3 separate regions of the Zea mays genome follow, and all the other regions are linked to region 2. Evidence: chromatin contacts called from public Hi-C data. All regions are on one chromosome and are shown on one strand. Each heading gives the region's core, a stretch centred on a gene start, on an enhancer-like site or on the middle of the called end of the contact. The rest is flanking DNA. Distances are from core to core; before and after follow the strand shown.

What was found. Hi-C and Micro-C count contacts between places; a contact is called where the count stands out from the background.
Region 1: a Hi-C map of tassel shows a contact between it and region 2, with 5 times the contacts expected there. The contact joins the promoter of LOC100274268 here to the promoter of LOC103625973 in region 2. A contact is called at or near these places in 2 of 25 Hi-C or Micro-C datasets (leaf and tassel).
Region 3: a contact with region 2 is called in a Hi-C map of ear, with 2.0 times the contacts expected there. The contact joins the promoter of LOC100285426 here to the promoter of LOC103625973 in region 2. A contact is called at or near these places in 2 of 25 Hi-C or Micro-C datasets (ear and leaf).

What each region holds. Positions count from the first base shown.
Region 1 is chr5:13,463,131-13,468,093 of Zm-B73-REFERENCE-NAM-5.0, forward strand. It overlaps LOC100274268 (DUF1336 domain containing protein expressed), which reads left to right and starts at 2,046. Exons shown (of 9, transcript NM_001365844.1): 1 at 2,046-2,220; 2 at 2,583-2,669; 3 at 2,811-3,212. The coding sequence starts at 2,133.
Region 2 is chr5:13,126,875-13,131,287 of Zm-B73-REFERENCE-NAM-5.0, forward strand. LOC103625973 (stromal 70 kDa heat shock-related protein, chloroplastic) reads right to left here and starts at 2,301. Exons shown (of 8, transcript XM_008646372.3): 1 at 1,502-2,301; 2 at 649-901. The coding sequence starts at 1,984.
Region 3 is chr5:13,566,844-13,571,794 of Zm-B73-REFERENCE-NAM-5.0, forward strand. It overlaps LOC100285426 (PIF-like orf1), which reads left to right and starts at 3,166. Exons shown (of 3, transcript NM_001158319.2): 1 at 3,166-3,506. The coding sequence starts at 3,253. LOC111589513 (U2 spliceosomal RNA) reads left to right here and starts at 1,142; the gene lies at 1,142-1,330.

The sequences.
Region 1 (4,963 bases), core at 796-3,295, 340 kb after region 2:
TCAAGACTCCTAATTCTCAGCTAGTAACCCCCATCAGCATTAAGCTGCTAAGGCCTGATGGGTGCGATTAAGTCAGGAATCGGTCCATTCGAGCGACTCGATCACACCTCGCCCGAGCCTAGCCTCGGACAAGGGCAGCCGCCCCGGATGGTTTCCGTCTCGCCCGAGGCCCCCCTCCAACGGCAGACACATCTCCGGCTCGCCTGAGGCCTTGCCTTCGCTAAGAAGCAACCCTGACTAAATCGCCGCACCGACCGACCAAATCGCAGGAGCATTTAATGCAAAGGTGACCTGACACCTTATCCTGACGCGCGCCCTCCGGCAGAGCCGAAGTGACCGCCGTCACTTCGCCGCTCCACTGACCGGTCTGACAGAAGGACAGCGCCGCCTGCGCCACTCCGACTACAGCGCCACTTGACAGAGTGAGACTGACAGGCAGTCAGGTCCTGCCAAAGGTGCCATAGGAAGCTCCGCCCGACCCAGGGCTCGGACTCGGGCTAAGTCCCGGAAGACGGCGAACTCCGCTCCGCCCGACCCAGGGCTCGGACTCGGGCTCGGCCCCAGAAGACGGCGAACTCCGCTCCGCCCGACCCAGGGCTCGGACTCGGGCTAAGTCCCGGAAGACGGCGAACTCCGCTCCGCCCGGCCCAGGGCTCGGACTCGGGCTCGGCCCCAGAAGACGACGAACTCCGCTTCGCCCGACCCCAGGGCTCAGACTCCGCCCTGGCCTCCGCCGAACGACCTCCGCCTCGCCCGACCCAGGGGCTCGGCCTCGGCCACGGAAGACAGACTCGACCTCGGCTTCGGAGGAGCCTCCACGTCGCCCAACCTAGGGCGCAGGCCAGCCACGTCAACAGGAAGCACCATCATCACCCTACCCCGAGCCGCCTCGGCCCGTAGGGAACAAGACCGGTGTCCCATCTGGCTAGCTCCGCCAGATAGGCAATGATGGCGCCCCCGCACGCTCTGTGACGACGGCGGCTCCCAGCTCTCTTACGGAAGCAGGCGGACGTCAGCAAGGACTCGATCGCTCCAACAGCTGTCCCTCCGCCAAGCACCGTCGCTCCTCCGACGGCCACGACATCACACCAACAGGGTGCCAAGATCTCTCCGGCTGCCACATTGGCATGTACTTAGGGCGTCAGCTCTCCCCCACTAGACACGTAGCACCACGCTACACCCTCATTGTACACCTGGATCCTCTCCTTACGCCTATAAAAGGAAGGACCAGGGCCCTCTTAGAGAAGGTTGGCCGCGCGAGGACGAGGACGAGACAGGCGCTCCCTTGGGGCCGCTCGCTTCCCTCACCCGCGTGGACGCTTGTAACCCTCTACTGCAAGCGCACCCGACCTGGACGCGGGACGAACACGAAGGCCGCGGGATTCCCACCACTCTCACGCCGGACTCCGGCCGCCTCGCTCCTCTCCCCCCTTTATGCTCGCCCACGCGCTCGACCCATCTGGGCTGGGCACGCGGCACTCACTCGTCGGCCTGAGGGACCCCCGGTCTCGAAACGCCGACACGTATCCATACCCATCTACCCAACGGGTAGAGGTTTTTACCGATGAACATACCCACGGATAGAGAAATCATCCCATACTCGTCTTCATATCGGATAAAACCGATCGCGTATTCGGGTTTCGGGTACCCATCGCCTTCCCTACCACGAATGAAACGATCAGTCGCCTACCAAGGACCGCGTCCATGCGTGTGGCGACGACGCCTACCCCCGCGCAGGCCGCAGCCCCACCGCCGCGTTCCCTCCTCCCCACTCGTGTGGGAAGCTCAGCACAAAGTTCGCGTTGCGCCGGGCGGCTCGTCCTTCTTGGAAATCCTCCCACGCAATCGCCTCCCCGCCCCGCACCCGCGTGCGTGAGACGCCGCCTCGCACTGCCACAGTGCCACCGCCGCCCCCCACCCCGGGGCGCCGATCTCGCGTCGCGTCGCCCTGGCGAGGTGGTGGCGGGAGGATGGGGGCGTGCGTGTCGCGGCCCAGCGCGTGCGTGGGCAAGCCCCACACGCCGCGGTCCGGCGACGCCAGCGGCCGCTCGGGCGGCGGGGGTGGGGCGCGGCGGAGGCGCAGCCGCCGTGTCGGGAAGGGGCGGAGGACGGCGCCATCGCGCGCCGCGTCGATGGAGACCATCCAGGAGGCCGAGGTGCCCGGTTCGACGTCCGCCGCCGCGGCCGATCACCGGACGTACAGCAACCCCGCGTTCCAAGGTGGGTCGGTGGGTGAACGGACAGGCTGCTTTCTCCTCTTTCCCCCGTGACCGTGCACCTTCTGCACGCTGCTTGTTTCGGGGGTCTGGATTCTGATCTCCGGGTCCGAGGGACCATGGGCGCGTGATTGCGCGCTCCTCAGACTTCGGGGTTAAATTAAATTACTGCATCTGGGGATCGTGTGCGTCCAGCAATAGCTGCTCATCTTTTTTAATTCGTAGCTCCGGAGGCTTTGCGACCCTATTCTGTAGAGTGGGGTTGTGGTAGTGTCTGGGGCAGTACGCGTCGCAGTTCGTTGCGTCAATTCGTACTCGATACTCCAATATGACCTGACGTGATTTCGGGGGTATCTCGTGCTGCAGTGTCCGGGAACATTGAGGAGGCTTGGTACGATTCCTTGGCGATGAGCGAGTCGGATGCCGAAGACGATTTCCACAGCGTGCAAGATGGTAAGAGTGATGTCGTAGCAGCCATGTAGCTAGGTCCCCAGCACAGCATAATTTCAATGATTAGTTGAACCTGCTGATTTTTCGTCCCTATTTTGACATGCCTTTCTATTTAACTGGATGTGCTTCTCCGTGATCGTTCAGATTCTTTTTCATTGAATGGCTTCGAGAACGAAGCTGCATTGAGCATGAGAGATGGCAACGGTGGGAGCTTCAATGGAGCTGCGCAATCAGGCGAGCAGCAACATAAAAAGCCAAAGTCCAGCGAACTGTCAAAGGGGAGCTTGGAGAATGGTGTGAGGTCGTCCATGAGCAACGAGGATGCGGTGAGTTTTTCTGGTGCGGACAACACTCACGGTGGAGAGAGGATACTGGAAGTTTGCGGGCTTCTGCCAAATAATTGTCTACCCTGCATTGCCTCTGCTGTTGGGGTAAGCGAGAAGAAGAGAACTCTTTCCTCGAGCCCTACTCATTCAATGAGGATGCCTTCTTTGAAGCTTTCCTTCAAGAAGAAGTCAGGGGAAGCTCATCCATCTTCCACACTACGTAAGCATTTCTTAAGTCATTTGGTTAAGAGTTGCTAAGAGATAAGACACCCTTCTCAAAAGCTGAACTGAAGTTTGTGCAAATTTTCCCTGATATGTATACTTTTCCATAATTCTGTGTTTGATGAGTTAAAACTGTGCCTGCAACTTGCTTGTTCTCTTTTATGACATACTCCTAGGACTATTGTGTCCATAGAGGCAAAAGGTGGCACAGAGAACCGATGCTTTCTGGTAGTGACAATTTCTTCTCTGCCTGCATGGTTCACCAGTCATACCAATCATCTTTCATTTAGCAGCACTGTATTGATAAGACTTTCATCTGGAAATGGAAAGTGAAGATTCCATAGTTGTACTCATTGGCGGTTTGCAGAAACATATCACAAATGAATGGGAGAGGGAGATGCCTTAAAATCGTACTAAAACGAAGGGTTAATTAGATGTGTGCCATTACAAATTTTCTGGTTTTGATACATGCTATCGAACTATTTAGACTTGTAACCTTGCCATTAAACTTCATCCTAGACTTGAAATACACCATGCTATCATCTTGCAACCTAGAAGCATGTATACGCCATGGGCAGCCTTCAGCAGCGCAATCCGCAATGGGCTATAAACCTTGTCTTATCTGTCTTAAGACCAGCAAATTCAAAACCATTTGTAATAGCGAAGTGCCTAATAGCTTTTCTAAAAGTAACAATGTCAGGGAACAATGCACCCTGCCTAATGTCTGGTTTAAGAGGGTTATGAAGCACAACTACAGCTTCAGGGTCAGCATCATTCAACTCTGCCTCTGGAATAGGTCCTCCAGTAGCAGCTGGTGTTGTTTCATTATCAACATGTGAGGTTGTTTCATTTACAGTAGACTCAGTAGGCTCATTCGGCTCAGTAGGTTCAATACTAGGCTTGAGGATAACACCATACAAGTACTCATCATTGACACCAACATACTCCTCAACATTGTCGAACACGTCAGGAAGATTAGACTCATCTCCATCTGCCTCTACATCAGTAGGTTGTTCACAATCTACTTCTTTAGATACAAATGACGGATGACCTTCTTCAGCAATAGCCAATAAGTGGGCATGAAGGTGCAAGATGGACTTCTTCAGCAGTAAGTATCCATGGAGGCACATTATCAGTATCTGGTGGAACAACATGCATAATTGTGCATTTCTCCATCTCAAAACACAAAAGCAAGAAGCATAAATCGTTTCTCTGGTTTGTACATTTCAATGACATCAATAATCTGAGATTCTGAATCTAGTTGAACATCCTCACCAGACCTCTTGTCATAAACCCAGAAAACAATCTTTTGACCTCTGCCCCAACTTATCTCAGACCTTAAGGTTGCAACCAGGAAATCCATCGTGATACTCTTGCTATCTATGATCCAATTCCTATTAAAACCTTTTGTGTACTTTTTCTTACCATCTGAGTCAATTGATAAGAAACCTTCAACTGTAATGTCTACTGTGTACAAGTTCCTAACAACCGGATTAAAATAAACCAAAACCGACAGTGAGTTAAGGGTTACAGTTACTAGTTCAACTAAAATTGATGAGAATAGGGTTAGCGATCTTACATTTTTGGATAGCTCACCCTGTTAACGGGAAGCTCCATCACGCGACGATGTCTGGTGGACTTGGGAGCTCCGGCCACGACCACCGGTGTTCAAACGAGGGGGTCCGGCGACCTCCGGTGTGGAGACGTTGGCGGGGCCGTTGGGCGAGAGAGCGATCTTCGGCGCAGGGA
Region 2 (4,413 bases), core at 1,051-3,550:
TTTCCCTTCATTTTCTGTTGCTTTTAATGGCACCTTCAATGCCAAATCTCTTGCCGTTGCATTTAAATATTTCAATTTGCTATGGGCCTATTAGATCTATGTTAAGCAAGTCATGCATAAATCATTCACTAGCTAAAAGCAGTATATCCTGCCTTAACTTCCAGTTAAGATTTTTCAGAACCATGATTTAGACACATCACAACTATGGCTGCGTTTGGTTTCCTTCGGATAATAGAATCTACAGCGAGCACGTTACCCGAGAAAATGCATCCGTCACTTGATTTTCAGATTTTTGTTTCTGTGGACACAGAATCCAAGGTATAGAATGAGAAGTGTTTGGATCCATAATGTATTTTTAAAACTAGATTTTCAATATCTGCTTGCAACCAAACACGGCCTATAGGTACTCAAAAAGATTGTAGCCCAAATCTTTCCAGATAAAAGGTTCAGTATCAGTTAAAGTTAAACCTCCTATAGGGGTATGTACTGCAACATTCTATAAAGCTACCTAAAATATAGGTTATAAATTGTGTGATAATTGTGAACATACAGGTAGGTGGCTGTGGAGAGCTAATCATGCAGGAATAACTTAAGTCTAAAAAACTCTGAGAAGTAGGTATTCACAGAAACACCAAACAGGACAGATACCTGAAACGTCAAATGTGCCACCTCCGAGGTCAAAAACCAGAATTGTTTCATTGTTCTTTTTCTCAAAACCATATGCTAGTGATGCTGCGGTGGGCTCATTTATAATACGCAGAACCTCCAGCCCAGCAATGCGGCCAGCATCTTTGGTTGCTGTCCTTTGTGAATCGTTGAAGTAAGCAGGGACTGTGATCACTGCCTTTGTGACTTTGTCATTCAAAAACTTTGATGCATCATCCACCAGCTTTCTCAGCACCTACAAGATATAAAATGTACAGCAACCTGGATCAGAAACAGTATATACAAACAAAATTACATCCATGCAATTAGTTCCAAAGGATACTCATATCTGTTTCAATTCCTATCATCAACAAAATTAATATAACAAATATGGATGACATGCAGCGCAAAGCATATAAATATTAGGTCATAGAAACAGAAATGCACAGAACTGTGTGACAGAACTTGTGAGATTCAACCACTTAATTGATAAAACAACCATCAAGGCATCAAACATGTTTTGAATTTAAGACATACAGAAAAGCTAAGGCAAAATATTGGGCTCCCATCGAGCAACCAACAGAAAGAAAACTAGTTAACATAACAATAATTTAAATTTTATGATAATTACGACTAACAGATGGTCATTGATCTAGGAGCATCGATCTTTTAAAAGTAAATGCTGCAAACTAATTCTAGCACCACACAGGTTCGCTAAATTATAAGGCAAATTGTCCACTGGTAACTGTACCAAATGTGTTGAGATAGCTGATTAGCTGTATACTGTCGGAATAAAAAAAAACAGAGTAACAGTGGTACTGGAGAAGTGGAGATACATTCGAAGTTAGTGTTAAACCTGTGCGGAAATCTCCTCAGCTGCGAACTGCTTGCCAATCGCCGGGCAATCGAGCTTGACGTTGCCGTTGTCGTCCCTGATGACGCGATACGAGACCTGCTTGGACTCCTCGTCTACCTCGTTCATCTTGCGGCCGATGAAGCGCTTCACGGAGAAGAAGGTGTTCTCCGGGTTGACGACGGCCTGGCGCTTGGCGATCTGGCCAACGAGGCGGTCGCCGGACTTGGTGTACGCCACCACCGAGGGCGTGGTCCGCGCCCCCTCGGCGTTGGTAACGATCGTGGGCTTGCCGCCCTCCATAGCTGCCACCGCGGAATTTGTGGTCCCCAGGTCGATGCCTACCACCTTCTCGCACGCCACCCGCAGCGGGCGCCACCGGCGACTGCGGCTGTAGACCGCGGCGGAGATGGAGGGTCGGCTCCGGCGGGGGCCGTGATGGGCCGCAAAGAATGGGGTCGAGGTGGGGAAGGTCGTGGTCGCCATGGGCCGACGGTGGTGCCCAAACAGGAGAGTTCACAAAACCCTATGGAGGGAGAGGAATGAAGAACGTGGATTGGAGTGAGCGGGCGGCCGGATTTTGGCTTCTGCGGTTAACCCTGGGAAATGGCTAGAGGTTGAGGAAGATAAGGGAAAGGAGGTGGATTTTATAGAGCTCACTGCTCACTGGCGGGATGCCGCGTGAAAGCTGTGGCTGGAGCATCGCATCTCGATTCTCGAAGGTTGTATAAGCTTCTGTAAGCGGCGGGACGGGGGCGCTCGCACGTCGCACCAAGTGTAAAAGTACAGTAGGGACGATTTTCTAAACAAAAGACAACTAAAAAACTTTATTATACACGGACTGATTTGTTGACCAGAGATTACGGGAGATTGAAGGAGAAAATTAGTTTATTTTCCCCACAGTAATTCTTTATCACCAAAGTGTTTATAAATAGTCTCTATTACTTATTAAGACTGCAATAGTAGTCGGCCATTCTGCGTTCTGCATATTCCGTGTTCTGCCATTCCGATTCCCTCCTCCCCGCCCATTCTCATTCCCCCGTACAGCCGCGCCTAGCTAAAATTAAAAAAATACACATGGCCCCAAGGGGATTTGAACCCACAACCTCTTCTCAAGCAAATGCTAGCATCAGCTACCACTACACCACATATGTGTTTATGTCTACATCTATAACAGAAAACATATCTACTACATCTCTCCCGAAGCCCACCTGCTATCATTGCACAATGCGTAGTATTAGATAAGTATCACCGAGATTCTTGAACTATACTTTTGGATAGAGTGAGTAGTATTTAAAGAAGAGCCTTACATGCAATTTATTTTGTTTGAATAATATTTTCAACTTAAATTCTTTTTTTTTGCATGCGTGACATTTATTCTTTGTAATATTTTTTCCATGGATCTGACTTGTGAGTCATTTTTATAAACCAACGTCAAACATGAATCCATGTTTCTTACTTAAAAACCCCAAACAAACATCATTAGCAGGAGGCACTCGCGTTGGGGTTGCTCATCGACGACAAGAACTTGGCGACTGCCAGTTCGACCTCTAGAAACAGCCCTACGTGGCTGCATGTGCCGCTATGTACGACAAGCTCTGGCGCCGCCACCGCTTGGACGCGGTGCAGAGCGGCTGCTTCGCGCTGTCCATCGTCAAGCAGGGGACCTCATGGTCGTCGCCAACATCGGTGACTCTCGGTTTGTTCTGGGCACTGCATTTAACGACGACGCCATCACGTCGTCCAGCTCATCGTCCACCTGAAGCCCAACCTGCCACGTAAGTCGCTACTGACTCGCCATGAATTCTTGTGCGCTGAGACGATGGTCGTTGTTGATGTTGTATGAGTGTCCTTGAACACGATGTATGTAGAGGAGTATGCATCCGGTGGTGCAACGGTCAGGGGTACTACCTTGCTGATGAGCCCGGGGTGCACTTCGTTTTACAGCCCAGCCAAGAGTCATTAGTACTCGGTATGTCGCGCGCGTTCGATGACTACTATATCCAGGACTGTGGCGTCATCTTGGCGCCAGAGGTGACGCAGAGGAGGACCGACAACAATGACCAGTTTGTCATCCTCGCCACCGTTGGGTAGCTTTTGTGCCGGCTTGCCTTTAATTCTCTTCGCAAACACACACTTGCCTTTTTGTTTAAGCAAAAGCGTATGGTGGTATGTGTCTGATGACTAACGATGTACGATGTAATTTCTTCCGGTATGTGTGGAACGTGCTCTATAATGATGAGACCATGTAAATCGTGACATATATCGAAGTCTGCATGATACTGATGGTTGCAATGTAGTGGTGAAACAGATAGATTATAAATAACAAAATTTATGTATGGTCAGAATCACAAATTGATTATGAAACATTTTCTCATAACGGTATAACACACATTTTGTATATAAGTTATCGTAGTATACTCGTATTATATATTCTCGTTGCAACGCACGGACATTCAGCTAGTATATTAATAAATACAAAATTAAATATGTTTCTACAACATTAAACGTGTTGAGAAGAAACCAAAGCAGTCTAATTGGGCTTGTCTTGTTCAGACCGGTAGGCCCATTCATATATCATCCATGTAAATTTGGATTCTAGACCAAATACTTGGGTTTAGGTACTACTAAGTTTTAGTCACTATATTTTATTCTAATTTAGTTTCTAAATTGTTTTAGTATTTAATAATTTAAGAACTAAAATAAAAAATAAAGACTACAAATTAGACCTTAGAAACCAAACATCTTTCATCAATAACTATAATAAACAATACATATTAACCACATTTAGTTAGTAATATATATTAATAATATTTAATAATTTATGAACTAAAATTAAAAAATAGATAGACTAAAAATTAGTCTCTAGAAACTAATAATAAACAACATATATTAACCACACCTAATCTAATCTA
Region 3 (4,951 bases), core at 1,916-4,415, 440 kb after region 2:
ACTAATTAACTGTAGCTACAATCCAAGTTTCAGTCTAGGATATCCCATCTATAAACTGAAGTTAGCACATACACTTTATTTTCTAAAATCGGCAATATTTAAAAAAGAAATATGTTTTTATTAATTTGTCTTTTGAATATGAACATGTATTAGCAATAGCCCCTCCATCTGCTTATGGCTACAATGAAGAGTGGGGGATGAAGGAGATTATTATAACAGTGGGATGAGGCATGGTTCCCCGACGCTAGGCGTGGTTGAAGCTCTGGACGCCACGAGGGCCACTGCAGTCACTGCCGAGGAAGCGCGCACTGCCGCCAGGGAGATGGAGAAGAAGACCGCCACTACTGCAAAGCTAGCCGCCATCGCTATGGACAAGGTGGGATTTGTCGTCGTTCCTGTGGCCAGTGTCGTCGCCGAGGAAGCCAATGCCTTGGATTCAGTGGCACATCGCTATTTGGCTGTGAACTTATGATGTATGAACATTGCTATGAGTGTAACATGTACTGATGCTTTGTTGTGAAATTTATCTAAGAATTGGAGATCAGTTCCAGTTATGTGTCTGTGTTTTTTTATCAAATTAGCATTGTGTTGTTGTGTGGTCATAGACACAAAACTAAAGGCAGCACAAGTTGGTGCTCTATGTTGTTTGAGACAATTTGTGTTGCTTGTGTTTTAGGCCAACATAACTCTTTAGAAATAATTTCAAGTGATATTGATAATGTTTGCTACACGGATTTTGTATGTCATAGAAAAGTTTGTCGTTCCGTATCTATGTTTCACACAATTTTTTTACTCACGTAGCAACGCACGGGCACGGACCTAGTCTACTATATAAAACACCAGTTGTCGTCCTACGTCACGCGTGAAACACATATCTGGTTCTTTCTCCTCACTTCCCGCTTACCAGTGAGCCAACTCATAGATAGATCGTGAGAAACCAACTAAAACCCAACACGACAGAGCGGTTCACCCTCCCCCTCTTGACTAACCGTGGATCGTTATCCCATATATGAGTCGTGAGAAACCATCCAAATCCAACACGACAGGAGACCGCACTCAACATAGCGCTCCTACATAGTATAATCCCACTAACTGAAGAAGAGAGCGAGCTATAAAAAGGGGTCTGGCTCCTTTTTAAATCATACCTTTCTCTGTCTTTTGGCTAAAATAAAGTGTAATGTTTGTTTTCATCAGTTTAATATCTAGTTTTAGACTATATGTTCACTATGGTATTAAATTTATTTGTATAGTTTTTTAGAGATGGTCCATCATACTGACTTATTATGCTCTCACCTATTGCACTGCTGCTCGGTGTCAAATATGATTGTGTACCATCGCAACATATGTGCACTAATTTTCACGATTCTACAGTTCCCACCGTCGTCGTGTCTCTCACATTTAAATGATGAATAAGTTAAAAATTTGTATAAATTGAAATTTGAACCATGTGCATAGATAAAAATTGTAGCAACGTACGAACACTTTGCTAGTTAAGCCTTGTTTGTAAGTTAGTGATGGTCGAATAGGAATTCATTGATCCGGTACTGTGCCCTCAAGGGTAAATTTAAATGGCATGGATCCGTGCATTTCATCTAGACACTGGTTCTACGAACACAAATTTGATATGTGTTCTTATGATCTGAGCTTATGATGGGTGATTAATAAACGAGTAATGTTTTAGGTTGAGTCAGGTGGATTAACTAGGGTGTGAGTGTATGTAACATGTCTCTTGGTTTGTGAATGTGGCGGTCGACGGTGAAGATGACTGCCATGCATGTTAGTACCATGGACCAGGAGCCATTAACGATGAACATTAAGACTTAATTAAGGGACTAGAGAATTCTAGTGACTAGTTGTGGTTGCTAAAACCTAGGGATACTATCAAGCATGAGGATATGGTGGAGCACATCGTGTCGCCGACATGGTCGAGTACTAGCAAGACACATGTCCAAGACGTGTGGGAGATGTGTTTTGATTATGCCATTTGTGATGCTTTGGTGGTTGAGCCTCAAAAACCTATAGCAACGGTTTCGCGAGTTTAGCACCGTTGAGGGCTCCTTTGGAATGCAGGAATCACAGAGGAATCATCTAGGAATTTCATAGGAATCGGTTCATTTTCATAAGAAAAACGCAAAAAAAATCATGCAATACAAAAGAGCCCTGAGAATGAGTAATATGGGTTACATATGAGCCCTAAAGTTACACGATTAAACAAATTCGCGAAGGTTGAAACTGATCACGTAGCTCTGTCTCGCCCAATCTCGACCTCTTAGGGTTGGGATACAGTAAGAAGTCCTGAAGCGATCGCCTCGCTCGACCTAGGGGCTAGGGGTTGGGAGTGCGCCAACTCCCTGGATTAAATAGGGGAGTATCGGTAGTCACTCCCTAGAACATGCCCTAACATAAAAGTAGACCAAATGGCAGCACATGACATATGGAAATCGGGCATGCAAATTCTAGCACTGGAGACAAGTTGGAGTTTACAACGAGGGCGGAGGCAAACAAGCCATCACGAGTAGTATACACTTGTAATCTCATAGAACACTGCACTCACTACACCGGAGTCTAGAATATCGAGCTCCCTCAATCAAGTTTGTACCCCCTGTTACAGACATTAGTGCAGAGTACGCAAGGTGTCTAACTGAACGTAGGGAAACCTTTTGCCTGAACTAATATAAAATCTTTGTTTCCCTTGCACGCTATTTGGTCGGACACGCAAAACACGTAAATTACTAATTGAGGTTTCTGAAACAGCGACACGGCAACAATCACAAAAATCGAGGTTAAACAAAATTTGTTCGGCTTTGGTTTGCCATTTTGCCCTACAAACTATTCCTTTCGTATTAAAATATTGTTCTTTTCTAACTCACTTTTTTCATCCACATTCGTTCAAGTGTTATCAATATAGATCAATATAGATATACATGCAAACTGTTTTCATATATTACTTAATAAATGTATGATTAGTCTAAAATAAGTTATATTTGGGACTCACGGATTATATAGCAAATTGGTTCTTATGTAGCCCTATAAAACTACAGAAATAAAAACGAATGGTCACGATAGTACCTGGACGGCTGGACCCAACATACCGAATCCGACGCTCCATCGAGTGTGTGCGGTGGCGGCGGGAGGAGACGAAAGAGAAATATGCAGGCGGTGGCACGGGCGGCGCGTGGGCTCGCGGCTGCGGCGGTGGCACGGGCGGCGCGTGGGCTCGCGGCTGCGGCTGCGGCTGCGCGGCCGTCGGTGATGGAGGCAGGGCACAGCGGGCAGGTGCAGCAAGCTCGGGGCATCGTGGTGCAGGTGAGGGACGGGAATCTGGAGCCGGCGCTGTCGATCATGGAGCGCAAGATGCGGTCCAGCGGCACGGAGCGCCTCATCCGGGCGCACACCCTTCTCGACATCAAGGACTCGGAGAACCGCTTGCTCGCGCTTAAGGAGCTTATGCAGCGTGTCCGTTCCCAGGAGCTCATGCTCCGCAAGATCGTCATCAAGCAGATCAGGTCAGGGCCACCCTCCCATCACCACTACTGTACCTGTTAACGCACCGCTTGTGCTTGCCATCTCTTGCTGGCTGATTTGTTAATAAGATATTTAGTGGATTGCGGTGACGAATTGGAATGTGTTCTAATGTGATCGCCAAGTGCTCGAAAAAATGTCTGGTCGAGTCTTATTTGCCACGCTTAGTGGAATTGAGTGGACTTGCGGATTGGGTTACGCCCTAGAATGACTAGGTTTAATGTTGGCTCGCCAAGCATATCACAACACTCTCCCTTTAACAGGGCTTGTGACTGCTATGTTGAGACAACATAAGCGGAGTTTGTGTCACTAATTTGATATTGCCTCTATCATATTTGTTGCAAAGTTTGGCACTCCATCTTTTTTATTAACCTTTGTTATTATATCTAGCTGATGTAGGTTTTATTTTTTAATCCCTTTTTACTAGGTAATCTCTTTTTTGTCTGTCAAAAAACGCCTTAATGATGTGAATTTTTTAGAAATAGTAGAGTGACTGCACACATGCTGCCCTCAGAGCAGGGGTTTACAAATTTTATGTGTTCACAATCAGCAGTGAATAAATAGGTAATCTACGACCCTGAGTGTATGATGCAATAATGAATTTAATATTTTGCTGACTCTACTGAACATAAGAAGGTAACTGGAATATCAAAAAGTAATTCATAAGTCATACATTACTTGAACCGAAATTAACTCCACACATGTCACATTGATTAAGAGAGTTGTCCCCTTTTCAGACAGTATTAGAGCTATCCAATGAGAAGTGTTATATTATTTCTAAAGACTTCTCTGTCTTTTTCTCACTGAATCTGTCTAGTGAGCAGTGAATGTAGATGCATGTGTTAATGAACATTCTTGGTGTATCAATACATTTATGTAAAATATTGCATTTCCTAATGACATGTATTTTCAGCATATATAGCCCATATTACCTTGCAGATTGCATTGCTCATATACTATATGAGTTCTGACAGGCAGCCACTAGCTCACTATTTATTTTCCATATTTTAAGAAGTATGCGCCAATAAAATATGATAGGAATATCTTGATATAAACCATCTTAAATCTTTACAAGGAGCAATATAAGGCTGCGTTTGGTAGCGCTTTTTCAGCTCCGCTCCGAAGCAGAATCAATTCTCATATGCCAAACAGTCAAAAAACCAGACGCTTCACCGAGGGAGCGGAGCGAATCGCGTCCAATAATTGTACTGGCACATGGGAGCGAAAAAAACCTGCTCTACCGGCTCCCTCACCCGCTCGGGCATCCAGCCACAAGCCCAGCCTGGCTTTTGTCCAGGCCGTGGCCATTAGCGTTGGAGGCGGCGCGGCGGCGCCAAGCTACCAGCCGCTACTGCCTAGGACGCTGGAGATCCAGGCCGCCGCCCCTTCCGTCCATTACTACGCCATCTCTTCGTCTCCCGTCTTCTAG